6 separate regions of the Mus musculus genome follow, and all the other regions are linked to region 6. Evidence: chromatin contacts called from public HiChIP or PLAC-seq and promoter capture Hi-C data. All regions are on one chromosome and are shown on one strand. The core of a region is the stretch at or near the end of the contact, and the rest is flanking DNA. Distances in the headings are between cores, read along the strand shown.

Region 1 (2,700 bases), core at 41-2,540, 630 kb after region 6:
TCTGGTTTCATCCCAAAAGCTCAAAGGTCAAAATAGTCACACCGTCAGTCAGTTCACACTTTTATTTAGCCAGCCACTCAACAAACATTTATCGATTACCCTACGCGTACAGGCTACCGCTGGCTGCTGAGGTCATGGTGGTTAGTAAACTAGTACTTATCCCTGCAGTGGCTGGGGATACACCTCTGGGTCAGGGGTGAAAGCTAACTAACTAAAGATCTGTTGCGAATGAATATGGAAGAAACACGGGTCGTGAGTGCAGTCGGATCAGCCAGATCAGCCAAGGCATTTCAGCTCAATGATTCAAGTTGGCCAGACTCGGCCAGAGAGAGGCCGGAGGTAGGTGGGGGACAGTCCAGCTGAAGGGCAAGGGCTTCTTTTGCCTTGTCAAGAGTTGTGAAACTTATCCAACTGTCCAGCTCCAGCTGTCTACCTGAAAGGCCTCTACCCACTCATGGGGCAGGCTAATCCTGCCACTCACTTGAGGCCTCAAGGAAAATAAACAAAGGGCTTATTGGGGGAAAGCCTAAGACAGAGCTGGAGCTAGGTTTGGGGTATCGCTGATGCTGGACGCTGGGGCTGAGGATACAGTGGGATTCAGAACTAAAGTCCAGAATCAGCTGGAATGAGGAGGTTTCAGGCCAGTTGGAACCTCCTACTGGCTCTCCTCCTGCCTCAGCCTCTCAGGGTGCAAAGATTGCAGGCCTGGCTGTAGATCTTCGGGGAGGGGCTGAAGGTAAAATTAAGTTGGAGTTGTGGGGTGGGCTAGGGCTCAGACTGGGGCAGAGGGCCAGCATTCTTTCCTCCTGCTGACCCAATCTGCATATTGTGTTTCAGACCTACCAGCAGCGGACAGAAGCCCCTCCCTTCCCAGGAATGTCTCAGCCCCACTGAAGTCGCAGGGCCACGTCAGCCAATTGGCTCAGGCCCTGCCCTGGAAACAGCACCTGTTAATCCCCCCCTCCTTCCAGCTCACCTGGGTGCAGGTTAGGCAGGTGAAGCGTCTCCCCGGAAACAGACCTAGAGCGCCCAACCTGCTGGGTCCTGCCTGCTCAAATCGGATTCAGCACAGCCAGGCGTCCCGTGAGTGCCCCATACGCCCCACCCCCACCTTTTTCACGGGTTCTACTACCGGGAACCTCCACCCACGCTGGGGTCGTTCCCCAATAGACGGTGTCAGCACCTTCAGATGAGCAAGCCACAGTCCTGAGGAATGCTGGGACAGACTCCGCCCACGGTCCCTCCCCCAACCACCCTTGGGGCGTGGGCATTTACCCCACCCACCTTGCGTGCCAGGCAACCTCTCTGCAAAGGGCAGAGCGGTCCCCTACTCTGTCTCGTTGGAGTAAAAACGTGGTCTCGGCAGTGTGGTCCATGTGGGTTCTGATTCACCCCGAGTCTCTCTGGCTCAAAAAAGTATGTTTTGAGCTCCTTTGCCCCGTGGGAAGTCTAAAAGGAGTATGTTAGATGACTTCTCCCACTCCTCAGAATTAACTTCTCTGTCCTCACTTTTCAGAAAAAGCCTCTAAGAGGTGAGCTGGGGCTTCCCTGCCCCACTCCCGTCCCTCCTGGACTCGCAGCTGACACCTACAGGATCGGTCTCTCCTGCTGCCGGAAGTTGGGTTCCTTGCCGGCAGTGCTAGCTTTATTTTTACCTGATGTGAGTCATGCCGCCTGTCTTGTAGGGAACAGGTTAAATGAGTAACACTGTTAGATCCCTCCCCACATTCCCACGATGGGAAGGACTAGGCTGCGGTTCAAATCCTGAGTCCTCCTTTTGCTGCCTTAGAGAACACGTGGAGCCGTTTAGCAGGGGATGGACCCGTGGGGAGCAGGCAGGTTCTGGATGAGCGCCGAGAACAGGACTGGATAGAGATATGTTTAGAGGCAAGAGACAGCCCCTGGGGCCATGGATTGGCAAAAGCAGAAGGCGCTGAGGAGCCCCCGGAGTGGGCCGAGAGGGAGGGTGGGTGGTAACAGCATCTTGAGAAAGGAACACAGGAGGAACAGGTTCAGGGTAAGATGAGGAATTTGGGTTGGGCCCTGTTGCATCAGAGACGACCAGCACTGGAAGGAGAGACTTGGAGCATGCGTCTTCTTTTGCCTGACGGAGATAGGGTGGAACTAGAGGAAGAACGGTGTTAGGGGTCAGATCCTGACCCACAGAGAAGGAAGGGTACAGCCCTATGAGAGAAGGGTCAGGCTCAGCCTGCTGGTTCCAGAAGGGTTAAGTCACCAGCCTCCCTTTCCCATAGCTTCCCCCACCCAGGACCCAGCAGTGACAGCTGAGGCCATGTGAGTCTGATCCTGAATGAGGCATTATCTCTGACAGTTTGTCCTGTCATCCACTGTGGCACCACCAGCTTCCTCCGACAGCCTGGATGGAACAGGCCACCGAGACAGCCTGTGTGAGAGGTCAGGAGCTGGGCAAGGGGATTCTCTGAAGGGGAAGGGGAGCTCTGTGGTGGAGGGAACTCTGTTGGGGTCAGGGGAGGTGCTTTGGCAAGGTGCAGTGCTAGGGTTGTAGCTCTTGGGAATAGGTCCTGAGGACCCCGGGGAAGATTCTTGGGGCCCTTCCCTGAGACTCCCAGATGAGGCTATAGGGCCAGATGGGTGGGAAATAACTTGTGATCCTGTCCTGCAGGTGAGGGTAACCATAGCCTGGACTAAGAAGAGGAGACTGGGCTTCTCGCTGGCAAC
Region 2 (2,700 bases), core at 180-2,679, 590 kb after region 6:
AGAGGGAGGTGGGCTTTGCTGAAGAGGTGCTCGTGACTAAGACAGACATGGAAGAGAAGGTAAGAAGTGGGGAGAATGAGGAGGAACGCAGAATTCCTTGGCAGACTGCACTCAGGGCTCAGGATCGAAGGTCCTCGGAAGGTCTGGCTATCCCCATCCTTGGTACAGACTATCACAGCTCCCTTCACAACTCCATTCACAACAACAAGCTGTCCTGCTTGCTGCCACCTGACGGCCTCCACCCTCACACTGCCTGTCTCTCTGCCCCATGATCATCCTGTGTGCCAGTCCTGTGATCCACCATTCCTACAGTGTAAGAGCAGAAACCAGGGCTAGGGACTTTAAAGATAAGCAGTACACATTCATAAGATTAAACTGGCAAACCACATGCCCAGGTCATATCTGTCAAGTGTAATGATCTCCAGTGCAAGTGGGCCTTCATTTTCAAATACGTGACTGGGGTGGGATGGGGAATAAGGAGATGGATCAGTCAGGCATGAGTTTGGATCCCAGCACCCAGCTGGGCGCAAAGGTCTGTGTACGAAACCCCAGTGCTAGGGGTAGAAGAGACCAGAGGACCCTGGAGCTCACTGGCAAGACAACCTGACTGAGCTGATGAGTCTCAGGTCCAACAAGAGGCCTTGTCTCAGAAAACAATGTCTAGAGCAACTGATGAAGACACCCAGCATCAATCTCTGGACCCCACACCTACACACACACACACACACACACACACACACAACGTCAGCACTCACATTTGTAAGTGTATGCACACAAAGGGGCATAGCAGCTCACATCTGTAATCCCAGCACACAGGTGGCCAAGACAGGAGGACCATGAGTCTGAGACAGCATGGACTACCGAGTAAGACCTTGTCTCAGAATAAGAAAGAAGGAAAGGAAGGGAAGAAGGAAAAGAGTGTTTGCCACGCAGCAGGCACAGTACCAGTGACATAATATCTCTCCTTGAAACCTCCGAATGCCTCTGTGGAAAAGACACTGTTGCTCTCCCCCATGGCTCAGGGGGTATTGATCAACCTCAGTCAAAGAGTTTTCATGCTGGAACCCCCTGTGCTGGTGAATATTGAACCATCATTAGATTCCAGATTGAATCTGGAGACGGCTCTTGGTCACTATTCCAGGACAACCTCTCTCCTGTGCATACAGCAAGTTCAACACAGTAAATATTTGGCTGAAATCTGAGTGCAAAGCCCCGGGCACAGCTCATGACTGAATGTCTGGCTCTCAGAGAATCCCAGAGCTACATAGTCACTGCCACTTGGGATGAGAGTCTGAGTAGCTGAGCAAGCCCCCTGCAGTTGGCTAGGCTCCCAGCGTGAGTGTTTGGAAAAGTCAGACCTGACGCCTCTGATCAGGAAGCTCACAGCCCTGGGAGGAGAGACAATAAAACTGCCAGGACAGCATGCAGAGGCACAGCAGGATGGAGGGCCCTGGTGTTCCTTGGACAGCCCTTCCAGAGAGCCCTGGAACATTCTCTATGAAAGGCAAAGGAGGAGGAGGGAGGAGCCTCCCTGTGGCAAACATGGCTGCTCTCCCCTGTTTTCTTCTTGTTATTCCCAGAGGGTAGAGGCGCCAAATAGGAGATGCAAGGATAAGCTCAAGGTCTAACAGTGTCTCCACTGACTCTGACCCCTGACCCCTGACCACAGCCAGGCCTGACAGCACTGCCACTACCACAGTGGAAATAGTGTGTATGTGTCTGTGTGTGTCTGTGTCTGTGTAGTCTGTGTGTATGTGTCCCACTTCCTGAGCCTCCCTCCCTCTCCCACAACCATCAGGATGATTCTCTGCAAACCTCTCCCCAGCTCCCTCTCTGCCTCCTCTCTCTACCTCCCTTGGGTAACACTCCACATTCTCCCCAGTTCCAGCTCCCTGTCTCTTTATACCCTGATATTCCATGTAACTGTCTCTCAGCCAGGAACTTACTCGCTCACTCAGTCATTTGGATATACAAGTCCACTCAGTCATTTGGATATACAAGTCTATTCAGTCACTCAGTCATTTGGATATACAAGTCCACTCAGTCATTTGGATATACAAGTCCACTCAGTCATTTGGATATACAAGTCCACGTGCTGGCAACAGAAGCGACTTCCAAATGCCTGACAGGCCACCAACACTGGAGCTTCAGAGATAAAAGGGTCCCCATGCCTGTAGCCTGGGAGGAGAGCCAGGGGGAAGCAAACAGGGATGCAAGCTGAGGTGGTGTTCCAAGAGAACACTGCCATGGGAACACAGGAGGAGGACACCACCCCAGGCCAGGATGTATCGGACAAAGCAAGCTCTGCACAGCACTACCAGAACCAACGGCCTTCCATATCCAGCCAGCAGTGTGTGCAGGGGGAAAAGGGGGGCGGGGTCCTCCAGGAAGATGGGCCTAGCATCTGTAAGTAGAATCTGTTGCGGAGAAGAGAGCTGGAGAAAATCCGAGACCACAGAGGGCTTGGAAGTGGTTTGGAAGGAGCACAGGCAGACAGACCTTAAGTTAGAAAGTATCACGACAGATTCCTACCATGGAAAGATTCTCTGCAGCAACGTAGCGACAGAATACAGAAGGCCAATGAACAAGCAAGCACCTTGAATGTCCCACATCCAAAACTGGACCACTTGCAACAGTAAATATCTCCCTGGTCCAACACAGGCCATGGGGCCGCATATTCACCTGCAGAACACCTAGCAG
Region 3 (2,700 bases), core at 187-2,686, 680 kb after region 6:
CACCTTTTGCTGGAGACAATATAAGGACATTGGAAGAAGGGAGTCTAGCTCTTGCTCTTGTTCCTTTGCCTGCTTGCTGCGTGAGACTGAGTAACTGCTAGATCCTTGGACTTCCATTCACAGCTGCGACTGAATCATTGTTGGGAATTGGGCTGCCAACTGTAAGTCATCAATAAATTCCTTTACTATCTAGAGACTGTCCGTAAGTTCTGTGACTCTAGAGAACCCTGACTAATACACCAAGTTTCCTGATTTAAAAGACGCTGAAGCAGTTCAGAAATTCTTCCTTGAAGAGACACAGCTTGGTGAAGGGTTATTAGCACAAGGTGACTACGAGAAGGGTGTGGACCACCTGACAAATGCCATTGCTGCCTCCGCAGCTGCTGCAAGTGTTCCAGCAGACTCTTCCACCACCAGTGTTCCAGATGCTCCTGACCAAGCTTCCGACCGTTAGTCAGAGAACTGTAAGTGCTCAGAGCCTGGCTGACAATGATCTGGAATGAACCAGATAACAACATAATAAAATCTCAGTAAAATAATTTAACAGTTAGCTTGGAAGCTGGTCAGCTCTGGGGAAATCAGGGTAAATTGTGCTGTCATGAACTGTCCCACACTGACATCGGCCAAAGTGAATATGAACTTTGGTAGATCCAATGCCTGTTCTATTTATTTTTCCAGTGAAAAGTATTTTGATAGAGCTTTTCATTTTGTAAATACACTGAGTTAACCAAAATATCATGGATTTCCGTTTGTTCTTAAGACATGCAACTCGTCTACGGCTATACCACTCTGAACGCGCCCGATCTCGGAAGACATGCAACTCAAATGTAAATACAGTAGAATATTACTTAGGTAGAAACTCCTGGTGATTTTAAAAGATTGGAAAAGAATATGAGGAAGAGTTGAATAATGCAAATTCTAGTGTGTGTGCTACCGAAGTGAACACTTAATGCACAGTCTACAGACTAGGACATTTTATCGTGTGTTGTAAAATTGGGTAGAAACTTGTGTTTGTGAAAACTGAGCATTAAAACCTTACAGAGACCGTTTCTTGTTTACTTTTGAAAAAAAAAAGAGTCACGTGAGCCTCATTTTGTATTTGTGTGTGTGTGTGTGTGTGTGTCTCCCCTCCTCCCAGCGTGTGTGTGCTGGGAGGAGGGGAGACCCCAGAACAATGTCCTGCCTCCAAACCTTCTCAATAGGCGGAAGCCACTGGCTTCCTCCCTTTCCTGTCTCCCGTGCTCCAGCAATGCAGATGGAAGGGACCGAAGGGATGGGAGAGAGAGCCCAACCATCCCCAGATCTGTCCTTGTCACAACCTGCCTCCCACCTCTAATGCCCCCCCTTCCAGAGACTTCCAGGCCACACCCATCCCGGGCTTGTGGGGGCTGGACACGGGAGGACTACAGGCGACAACTCTTCCCACCCTCTCTCCCTGCCACCCCTCCTACCCTAACCATCATTTCCTCTTCCTCCCCAGCACCGAGGTGCACTGAGCTGGACAGGCTGAACACTCAGACCCACAGCAACTGACCCCGGGCCCAGCTGGCCTTGGCTGGCCCAGGGCAGCTTCCAGAGTATGGTCTGGTGGGGATCCTCTTTGCTGCTCCCCACTCTTTTCTTGGCCTCTCATGTTGGTAAGTCTTCCCTGGAGTGAGCAGAGCTCCTCCCTGACTCTTGATTTCAAGGCCTTAATTCCAGCCCCCGACCCCCAAGAAACCCTAGCCTAGCCTAGCAATAGACCTCACAATATGGTGGTGAGCATGGGTTGGGGGAAGGGAAATAGAGAGTTATTGTTTAATGAGTGTAGCATTTCAGTTAGGGTGTGGTGGTGGACTTCTTTAATCCCAGCACTTGGAAGGCCAGCCTAGACTACACAGAGGACTCCATGTTAGCCCCATAAAGACTTATGGAGACCTTACGTCAAAAACAAAAACAAGAGCTGTGGAAATGGGTGGTGATGTTCACATGAGGTTATGAATGCATTTATTAACACTGAATTGACTGTTTACAAGTGGTTCTAACGGTAGATTCTAGGGTATGTGTATTTTAACACAACTTAAAAATTGCAGGGACAAGCAGAAACTGACATCATCATCATCATCGTCGTCGTCATAGCGTCATGACGATTTTGATCCACCAAGAATGAGGTCAGGGTGGGGAAAACTCAGGCAGGTGCTAGGAATCACTGCCTGGAGGGGGGAGAGGTGAGTAGGGGCAGAAGTCAGCCATCAACTTGGACCTCACGAGTAACTGTGTTGGGCTTAATCAATAATTCATTGGACAGACAAGCATGGTGGCTTTAACTCCAGTACTCAGGAGGCAAAAGCAGGTAGATCTCTGAGGTTCGAAGCCAGCCTGGTCTACATAGCAAGTCCCAGGACAGCCAGAACTACATAGAGAGACCCAGTCTCAAAATAATAACAATAATAATAATAATAAAATTTATTTAGCACCAATGATGTTCCATTAGTTGAGAATATGGCAACACCTAAACCTATCATATGACAACTAAATGATGCTGGGCTCCCAAAGGTTGATACGTTTGTTGTTTAAATGGAGCTGTGTGTACAGAGGGCATGGAGAAGCTTCTGAATGCTGGTGGCAGGTCCTTTCAGTCTGCTGACCAGAGAACTAGAAGTCAGAGGCTGCCTTTGAGTGGTTCTGTCTGGTGGGAAACACAGGCCAGGAATGAGGGCC
Region 4 (2,746 bases), core at 170-2,669, 990 kb after region 6:
TCTGGTTATCCTGGAACTACCTATTCCAGGCTGGCCTCTCATTTTTTTTAAAGCACCCTTTTCATCAGATATGTGCCTAGATATTTAACCCATAGCATTCTATGAAGTATCTCCTTTTAGTTAACATTGGTAAACTCTTGCCATCCATCTCAACTCTCCTGAATTTGTTCCCCTTGAAAAATCCAGGCATGGACGAGAAGTTGTTTAAAAACTTTTTTTTTTTTTTTTTTTTGGTATTTTTTGAGACCGGGTTTCTCTGTATAGCTCTGGCTGTCCTGGAACTCACTTTGTAGACCAGGCTGGCCTCAAACTCAGAAATCTGCCTGCCTCTGCCTCCCAAGTGCTAGGATTAAAGGCATGTGCCACCACCGCCCAGCTTACTTTTTTTTTTTTTAACCTATTTATTTAGTGTGTTTGTGGCGGCGGTGACACTGCAATCCACTAAAGTCAGAGGACATCTTGTGAACTTGTATTGATTCTCTCCTTCAACAGCTTACCTCAGATCATAAGACTTGTGCCTTTCCTCTCAGTCATCTCTCTGTACCGAAGGGTTGGTTTTGAAAGCAGTTCAAACACAATACAACTCTTCTTCCCGGTGCTATCGGGAATTTTGCTCATGTTTTATGCCCTAGTGAGTTCTCCTCCTTATTTGACTTATAAGGGTGTTAACCTCTCTTTCTTCATCGTCCTTGACAATCTGGGAACTCCTTAAGGCTGCTCACAGCCTCTCAGGAACTGCTCCTAATGACTTCTAGGGATCCTGTTCGGCCCCCTGAAGTGCCTTTAATGATTCTTAGAATCACCCTGTTCGCTCCAAGAGCTGCTAATGACCCCAAATTTTCGCTCAAGGGGAGCCGCTTTTAAAAAGCCTCAGGGATATCTTCCTTCAGGATCTGTCCTAATGACCCCCCAGGGCTCCTTCTCCTGGAGCAGATCTTTACCTAACCCGCCTTGCCAGCAGGCGAGGGGCTTCTTAGAGAAGAGAGTCAAACTGAGAGTACTGGGCAAACTTGGACATGCTGGTCACGTTCTCTGAACTCCTTGACTTTAGAAACTTTCCCGGAGGTCTTCCATCGCCTTTATATCTTAGGCAAAGGAGTTACTCCAAGAAAATTAGGCTTATCCTTTCGCTAGAAACATCCTATAACCACCTGCTCGCCCTTCCCCATAACCGGCTAGCCCATTTCAGGGTATTCGCTTCTTTCTACCCAGCTTAACTATGGAGATCTGAGTCAGCCTCTGATAGGCTAACTCTGGATCCAGCCCTGATGCTCAGTGGCCCCAGTCCCCGGAGGCTCAGCGTTTTCTCCTGGCAACAGCTCGAGACGACGCTCATAGGCTAAGCGGACTCGTAGTTCCAGACGCCGAGTCGGTGTAGTGAGTGTTCATTGGTTAGCTGAGGACCTAAAGCCATTCTTGGGTTGGTTGACTATGGGCTCTGTGAGGCTGCGCAGAGTCAGACTTTAAAGGAGGCGGAGCTCTGTCTTTCGCCCTCAAGAAAGACAGTGGGATCGGCGAGTGGCGACAACAGCAATCGGGCCTGAGCCCTGCTAGGGCTTTAGGCTCCAGGTGAGAGCCATCGGGTTTTGGATTCCCCAAGGGGTTGATGCTGCCAAAACCCTTGGCCGTGAGCTCCAGTGGGGGAGGGTGGTGAGGTGGGTCTTTCTGTGCTCTGTGATCGACATGGGGTTTGAGCAATAGAGAAAGGAGCTTCTAAAATAAGTTTTGCGATTGGTTCTTTCCAATCTCTAGTGGCCAATGGGCGTCGGGAGAGGGGGGCGGGCCCACTGGGCCTTATTTTCTTCTTCCTGCGGCCGGGCCTCCCTCGCCTAGGCGGTGGGGCCGGGAGGGGCAGTGTCTGTAAGTGGTGTGTGGGGACACTGGGAACCGGGCTGCCTTTGGAGGGATGCCGCGGGGGTGGCTGCGGGGGCGGAGAGTGCGGGAGTTTCAGGTCACTGTTAGCAACAGCTGCCTTTATGGAGTGCTTACCGGGCCTAGCGTTTAGGGCTCGCTTGCATCATCTAAGTTAATCATACGATCCATCAAGGCAGGGGTTTGGGGTCCCCATTTTGCAGGTGGAGAAACTGAGACTCATCCAGTCCATTCACACAGCCAAGGTGTTAAAAAGTGACAGAGATCAGACCGGTATTCAGAGTTTTCACTCTAGAGCCGAAGGTTTAGCTCCCGGTACTCTTTGCTTTGTTGCTGAAGGCGGACGGGAAGGTGCCCCAGACCAGATTTCCCCAAGGGAATAGATCGCGGGAATGGAACCCTAGAGTTAAAGTAATGGGATGATCCGCTAAAGTGAGCAGAGGATATGAGTTATTCAGCAGTTACTGAGTGCCTACTTTGTGGCGAGCATTGTTCTAGCTTCTGGACACACAAAGATAAACAGAGCTAGAGGCAGATGAAGCAACATTGTGACCACCTTTGAAGCCCAGGGGAGGAGCCCCAGTCTGATATTTATGATACCTTTTTGTAAAAATTTCAAAAGTAGAATATATTGAAAATTTCCTTTTAAAAGGAAAAGTCTCCTAAATTGAATAGGCTTCAAGTTCCTCCACACTTTCAGAGAAGTCTTAGTTCATGTAAGTATTAGAGCTGAGGTAGCAGAAAGTGGTAGAAGATGCTTTAGAGGGGGCACTTTGGATACATTTCCTGGTATGTAAAGCAGGGATAACAGTATATCTTTTATGCAAAGTTAATGAAAAATGCCTAGCCAGAAATCCCTCCCTTGGAGTGGAAT
Region 5 (2,700 bases), core at 42-2,541, 570 kb after region 6:
AATAATATTCCAGTATATTGTTCTAATATACCACATTTTGTTTATCTGTAAATCAATTTGGGTCATTCAAGTTATCTCTATTTTTTTTATTTTATGAATATAATTGCTGTGAACATTTCAATACCAGTTTTTGTTTGGGCATAGATTTTTATCTCTCTTCCTAATAGTGGAAATGCTGGGTTACCTGATGTCTTCATTAGGGTTTTATTGCTGTGAAGAGATACCGCAACTCTAGTAAAGGAAAGAATTTCACAGGGTCTGGCTTACAGTTCAGAGGTTTAGTCCATTATCAACATGGCAGGAAGCATGGCAGTGTACAGCAGACATGGTGCTGGAGAAGGAGCTGAGAGTTCTACATCTTGATCCACAGACAGCAGGAAGGGAACTGATTTGAATTTCTGAGCCCTCAAAACCCACCCCTTAGTCATACACCTCCTCCAACAAGGCTACACCCACTCACTCCAAGGACACACCCCCTAATAGTGCCATTCCCAGTAGGCCTATGGAGACCATTTTCTTTCAAACCACCACACTTGGTAACTCCATGTTGGGCATTTGAGAAAGTGGTTAAGTTCCAAGAGGCGGTATTGTGAGGGTTCAGGCTTCTCTTTATCCTTACGGACACTTGTGATGATCTGACTTTTTGATTACAGCCATCTCAGAAGTTGCACAGTGGTATCTCACCATCATGGTTTCAATTTATATTTCCCTGATGGCCATCATACCAGCATCTCTTCAGGTGCTTTTTCCCCATCTGTCCATCTTCTTGGAAGAAATTCCAGTCAGATCTATCTATATCCAATATATCTCTTAATCCTGTGCTGTCTTTTTACTATTGGACTCTACAAGTTGTGCATCATAGACATGACTGTGGACCCATGCCTCAGCCTCCCAAGTGCACCAAGTTTTTGGTGTGCACCATCATATCTAGAATCCTCTCACTTTCGTGGTAGTTCCTAAGAGCTCCTATTCTGATGAAGTCCAACTGCTCTACTTCTCTTCTAGACGTTGTCCTTATTAGCATATGTTTAAGGATCCATCACCACAGCTTCGGGCAATGAAAATTTAACCCTGTGCTTAAGAGTTTTATAGTATTAGCTCTTAGATTTAATTCTTCTGATCCATTTTGAGTTTGTGTGTGTGACATGGAGTGTGGGACCTGGGGTGGCTCAAATAAAAATGGCCCCCAAAGGCTCACAGAGAATGGCACTATATCAGGAGGTGTGGCCTTGGTGGAGTATGTGTGGCCTTATTGGAGGAAGTGAGTCACTGTGGGTGGGCTTGGGTTTCCAGAAGCCAGGCCCAGTGTCACTCGTTCTTCCTGCTGCCTGCCGATCCAGATGTAGACTGCTCAGCTACCTCTCCAGCCCCGTGTCTGCCTGCATGCTGCCCAGCTTCCTGTCATGAGGTCAGTGTAAACTTCTGAACTAAGGCAGCCCCAATTAAGTTCTTTTCCTTTACAAGAGTTTCTGTGTCGTGGCATCTCCTCACAGCAATAGAAACCCTAAAACAGGACTAAGCTGTATCCTTGCACATGTAGATGTGCAATTAAACTGGCACTGTTTGTCAAAGGACTATTCTGCCTCTGTTTAGATGGTCTTAAAGTCTTAACACCTTGGGCAAACTCCGTCGGCACCTGGGTTTGTTTCTGGAGTCTTAATCAATCTGCTATTTCTGGGTTGGATGTTCAACTGATGTATGTCTGTCTGACTGCCTATCTGTCGATGTTCACGTCTTCAACTTCTTGTTACCTTCTGTTTGTCTTAACCTGTATGGGAAGTAGGCTGTTGAAATCTTCAGCTCTTGGAGTTGAAGTACCTGTCGCCTGCCCCCTCTGCCACCCCCACCCCCAGGGAAGTTTTTTTACATCATGCCTTGGTGCTGTGCTGTTAAACACGCATGTGTTTATAACATGCCACCTCCCTGATGGATTGACCCTTTCATCGTCATAAGATGCAGCGCTGTGCCTACTGGTATTCTGTTTTGAAATCTATTTTGTCTGATATTACTGTGGTGAGTCCAGCATTCCCGTGGTTTCTGTTTGCATGATTCATCTTTTTAAATCCTTTCCAATACCTTTGCGCTTTCATTCTAAAATATACTTCCTCTCGCTCGAGCTAGTATCTCGCCGGCAAGAATTCACTTGGACAACCGGATCCTTCTACGGCAAAGCTTTTATTGCTTACTTCTCAGGAAGACCCCTAACCCAGAAAATGGCGCTACTTATATAGCCCGCAGCGTGACGTTTCAGCACCTGATGTGGCGAGACAGCACCTGATTAGTTGCTCACCCATCACCCCATTACTACGCCCTGAGATGGGCAGTGACTAGGCATGAATTCACTCTTGCACTTGCGCATAAGACTTGTTTACTAGTTAGGCGCAGTGGAAGCCAGCGCCATCTTATAATGGCGATTGCTCACGGCAAGGCTCTCCACAACTTCCCATACAAAGCTCGAGATCAGGACTTTTACATCTGTTTAGGTTTGAAGCTGGTAGGGACTGGACCCAGGTCTTCACACATGCTCCACCACTGAGCATGCTCCTAGCCTGGGTCTTGCTCACCGGCCACTCCCATTTACTGCTATTACTGGTGTCGTTGGGCTGGCATCTGTATTTTAGTTGCTTGCCAGTGTGACCACATACCTGATAGGAAGCAAATTAGGTGAGGAAGGAGTTGTTTGGGCTCACAGTTGGATGG
Region 6 (2,700 bases), core at 167-2,666:
AAATATACCCTTTAATACTTATTGCTTGGTATGTTGTCTTCATTATGAAAGAGGCTGTGGAGAAAACACATTACGGGGTTGGTTTCTGAATAGCTCAGCCACAATTCAAGCAAACTTTAGACATCATTCATAATAAACCCAGTTTTACTCCTGAGTCTGACTTTTGATGTTTTATTTTTATCAATTTATAAACTAATAGTGTGTAATAGATACTTACACGTCACACACATCCTCAGCTCCAAACATAATTGCTTGAGTAGCCAATCCTATTGGCTAACTAACTCATGCTAGTCTTACCTATTGAGAGAATTTACCAATAGAGAATAGAGCTATTTGTAGAAGCAGGAAATGTTTGTCTGTGTGTCTGCCTATTTGTCTGACTGTCTGTCTATCCACTCAGTCCTTATATCCTTACAATAGTTGTGCTAGGAATTTTATAGAGGAGAGAGGTGGGATTATAAAACTTGACCCTCTCTTTTTTCTTTCCTGATTTTGTGTGTGTGTGTGTGTGTGTGTGTGTGTGAGTGTGTGTTCTTGTGTGCAGGTTCTCAAATTGTCCAGAATTGGGCATTGGATCCCTTGGATCTGGAGTTACAGGTGGTTATAAACTACCTGATGTGGGCGCTGGGAATCCAGGTCCCCTGAAAGAGCTGTAAGTGTTCTTAATCACCGGGTCATCACTAGCTCTAAAGCTTTACCAGCTACAAAGACAACCATTGAAAGACCACACAAACAGGAAAAGCTCGTAGTTAGCTTACACATCAACTTTCTTTATCCTCTTTATCTTTCAAGTTCTTAATCTTTATTGTTCTTCAAAATAAAATCTGGGAAAAACAACAACCAGCCAACCAAACAAAAACCATCTCTGGATAACTTACTGGTCTATTATATCCAGATTGATGCGAGACTTTTGGGTTAACAGGATCACATAGGACACAGAAAAAAAAAACCAAAACCTACGTTGGGCCACTGGCCGACCTGGCTGGAGGTCATTCCTTGGGAGAGGACACTTAGCTTCTCGGACAAAGAGATCGAACTACTTTATTTTTAAATTCCTTTCCTGGTACATGTCCTTTTAATTTTAAACTATAAACTTTAAATGAACTGCGAGGTTTCTATCGAGGGCCACCGCTTCAAAAGACAAAAAGAAAAGAAACCTGATGACCTTAGAAGTGATGACAGCTTCACCGCTGAGTTCTGAACTGGGCAAATGTTTTCAGCGAAGCAAACCTCCGAACTACAACTCCCAGCATGCCGCGCACTAAACCAATGTTTATTGGCCGTCCTACTAGGTCTTGTGCAGTGTGACAGTTAGTATAGCCAATAGAGAGGAAGAACGTTCCCAGGATCCAATCCGAACGCTGTGAAGGCGGATCCTCTCTGGGTTCCGGCTCCGGCTCCTTCCCCCGCCCACCGAGGCGCCGCTGTCCCTGACCGAGCCGCGGGAGTGAAGTGGGTCGCGGCTGTGTAGAGGTGACGTGGGGGTTATGGGGGAGGCGAACGCGAGGCACGGGGCGCTTCGAGCCTGGCCCCTTCGCTCTTGCGAAGGCCTTGAAGGCTGATGTTTGGGAAGTTGCTGTTTTGCGAGTCCCAAAGGCCGCCGGGTACCGTGTGTCCCTCCGCTGCGATCACGTCCCCAGTCCTCGGATGACCCAGTCTTACTACCCTCCCTGCCTTACTGTTGGCCTTGGACCACTCCATGCCCCTCCCACACACCGTGTCTTTAGAGTCGCCCCTTGTACTCTTCCAGCTCCAGTCCCAACCTCATGGACATCTCTGAACCCAACTCTCGTCCTTCAGCTTTCCCAGCTGACTCCTCCAGCTTTATCCTCCTTCCCCACTTAACTAGGCTCTTTGGACACTGCTGCAGCCTTTGTCCCCTCTCCCAGGCCACCTCAGATTCTTTGGCTCCTTTGATGATCCGTCTCTGAATCGCTATGTAGCTCCGGTGAGTGCTTCCTTAATTTTTCACACTCTGTCCCCGGTCCTTCCAAGTTACTCCCGGTACCCTTGACTCGAACCCGGATCTAGAACTTTAATCTTTCGGACCCCAGCTTGGTCTCTTCCTTCTAATCCAGGCTCTTGTCCTTCATCGTCTGTGATCACCAAGCCTCATCTTCTTGCCTTGTTCTTAGAACTCATCCCTCCTCCGCACTCTTGCTGGCGACTCTGTGCTGCTGAGCTCCGAGGAAGAAAACCCCACATGCACTAGGTCTCTTCTCCCTCCGATCTTTGTAATGCAAGGTGACTTTGTGTTATTTCCACACTGCCTTTTCAGTCAGGGATGGACTCTCCGTCTCTGCCAGCCTTGGTCCTGCTCATCTGTCTATTTTGCAAGTCATAGTTTAAATTTCACCTCTTCAGTGAAGCTCCCTCCCTGCCCTCTTCAGAGAGGTGCCTTCTCATTTCCTAAGTGCCGTAGCACCGTCTCTACCTCCAGTCCTGGTGGAATGGTTAAAAACCTCAGCTTTGGAGGAATCAACTTGGGCTTCAGTTTTGCCACCTACTGTGTGCTCTTAGGCACGTGACTTGATTTCTCAGAGTTTCAGTTTCATCATTTCTAAAGTAAGTATGAGAAATTAATAGTTGAGCTAGATGTAGCGGCTCATGCCTTCAACCCCAGCACTCGGGAGGCAGAGGTGCTGTAAAAATGAATTGAGATGGTGCATTGGACCGCTTAGCCCTAGGTCGAGTGCTCTG

The links. Promoter capture Hi-C pulls out the DNA fragments that hold promoters and counts their contacts. HiChIP or PLAC-seq counts read pairs in DNA pulled down with a chosen protein or histone mark.
Region 1: an H3K27ac HiChIP or PLAC-seq map of extraembryonic endoderm stem cells shows a contact between it and region 6, with 4 times the contacts expected there. The contact joins the promoter of Tmem125 here to the promoter of Zfp691 in region 6. A contact is called at or near these places in 4 of 39 promoter capture datasets (embryonic stem cells, hippocampal neurons, liver and 1 more), 2 of 115 datasets of contacts at active chromatin or transcription factors (embryonic stem cells and extraembryonic endoderm stem cells) and 1 of 9 other capture datasets (embryonic stem cells).
Region 2: a contact with region 6 is called in a promoter capture Hi-C map of epiblast stem cells, with 8 times the contacts expected there. The contact joins the enhancer-like site here to the promoter of Zfp691 in region 6. A contact is called at or near these places in 15 of 39 promoter capture datasets (the 3T3-L1 cell line, the C10 cell line, the HPC-7 cell line and 8 more), 4 of 15 datasets of contacts at CTCF or cohesin (the NIH/3T3 cell line, embryonic stem cells, large pre-B cells and 1 more), 5 of 484 Hi-C or Micro-C datasets (the HL-1 cell line, cerebral cortex, embryonic stem cells and 1 more), 7 of 115 datasets of contacts at active chromatin or transcription factors (embryonic forebrain, embryonic stem cells, large pre-B cells and 2 more) and 1 of 9 other capture datasets (embryonic stem cells).
Region 3: a contact with region 6 is called in a promoter capture Hi-C map of hippocampal neurons, with 5 times the contacts expected there. The contact joins the promoter of Tie1 here to the promoter of Zfp691 in region 6. A contact is called at or near these places in 9 of 39 promoter capture datasets (the 3T3-L1 cell line, 3T3-L1-derived adipocytes, the HPC-7 cell line and 4 more).
Region 4: a contact with region 6 is called in a promoter capture Hi-C map of hippocampal neurons, with 2.3 times the contacts expected there. The contact joins the promoter of Kdm4a here to the promoter of Zfp691 in region 6. A contact is called at or near these places in 4 of 39 promoter capture datasets (the 3T3-L1 cell line, hippocampal neurons, pre-B cells and 1 more) and 1 of 115 datasets of contacts at active chromatin or transcription factors (astrocytes).
Region 5: a contact with region 6 is called in a promoter capture Hi-C map of the HPC-7 cell line, with 2.7 times the contacts expected there. The contact joins the enhancer-like site here to the promoter of Zfp691 in region 6. A contact is called at or near these places in 8 of 39 promoter capture datasets (the 3T3-L1 cell line, the HPC-7 cell line, cranial neural crest and 4 more), 2 of 15 datasets of contacts at CTCF or cohesin (embryonic stem cells and stem cell-derived epiblast-like cells), 22 of 484 Hi-C or Micro-C datasets (CD4 T cells, the G1E-ER4 cell line, differentiating embryonic stem cells and 2 more), 9 of 115 datasets of contacts at active chromatin or transcription factors (astrocytes, embryonic stem cells, fetal liver and 2 more) and 1 of 9 other capture datasets (macrophages).

The regions. Positions count from the first base shown.
Region 1 is chr4:118,542,316-118,545,015 of GRCm38.p6, reverse strand. Tmem125 (transmembrane protein 125) reads left to right here and starts at 1,290. Exons shown (of 4, transcript NM_172383.3): 1 at 1,290-1,416; 2 at 1,517-1,660; 3 at 2,256-2,415; 4 at 2,645-2,700.
Region 2 is chr4:118,586,335-118,589,034 of GRCm38.p6, reverse strand. It overlaps Cfap57 (cilia and flagella associated protein 57), which reads left to right. Exons shown (of 23, transcript NM_026789.5): 12 at 1-59. Among named protein-coding and RNA genes, the nearest start is that of Cfap57, 33 kb to the left of the region's middle. Within about 2 kb of position 1,429, at least 12 of the 459 cell types and tissues checked have an H3K27ac peak or open chromatin away from gene starts, as enhancers often do. A contact at or near this core is called in epiblast stem cells, where this site is marked.
Region 3 is chr4:118,488,585-118,491,284 of GRCm38.p6, reverse strand. It overlaps Tie1 (tyrosine kinase with immunoglobulin-like and EGF-like domains 1), which reads left to right and starts at 1,436. Exons shown (of 23, transcript NM_011587.2): 1 at 1,436-1,637. The coding sequence starts at 1,580. It also overlaps the pseudogene Gm12859.
Region 4 is chr4:118,178,716-118,181,461 of GRCm38.p6, reverse strand. It overlaps Kdm4a (lysine (K)-specific demethylase 4A), which reads left to right and starts at 1,419. Exons shown (of 22, transcript NM_001161823.1): 1 at 1,419-1,569.
Region 5 is chr4:118,602,847-118,605,546 of GRCm38.p6, reverse strand. All of the region lies in intron 6 of Cfap57 (cilia and flagella associated protein 57), which reads left to right. Among named protein-coding and RNA genes, the nearest start is that of Cfap57, 17 kb to the left of the region's middle. Within about 2 kb of position 1,291, at least 3 of the 459 cell types and tissues checked have an H3K27ac peak or open chromatin away from gene starts, as enhancers often do. A contact at or near this core is called in the HPC-7 cell line, where this site is marked.
Region 6 is chr4:119,172,911-119,175,610 of GRCm38.p6, reverse strand. Zfp691 (zinc finger protein 691) reads left to right here and starts at 1,416. Exons shown (of 2, transcript NM_001145936.1): 1 at 1,416-1,473. It overlaps Ermap (erythroblast membrane-associated protein), which reads left to right. Exons shown (of 13, transcript NM_013848.3): 13 at 1-154.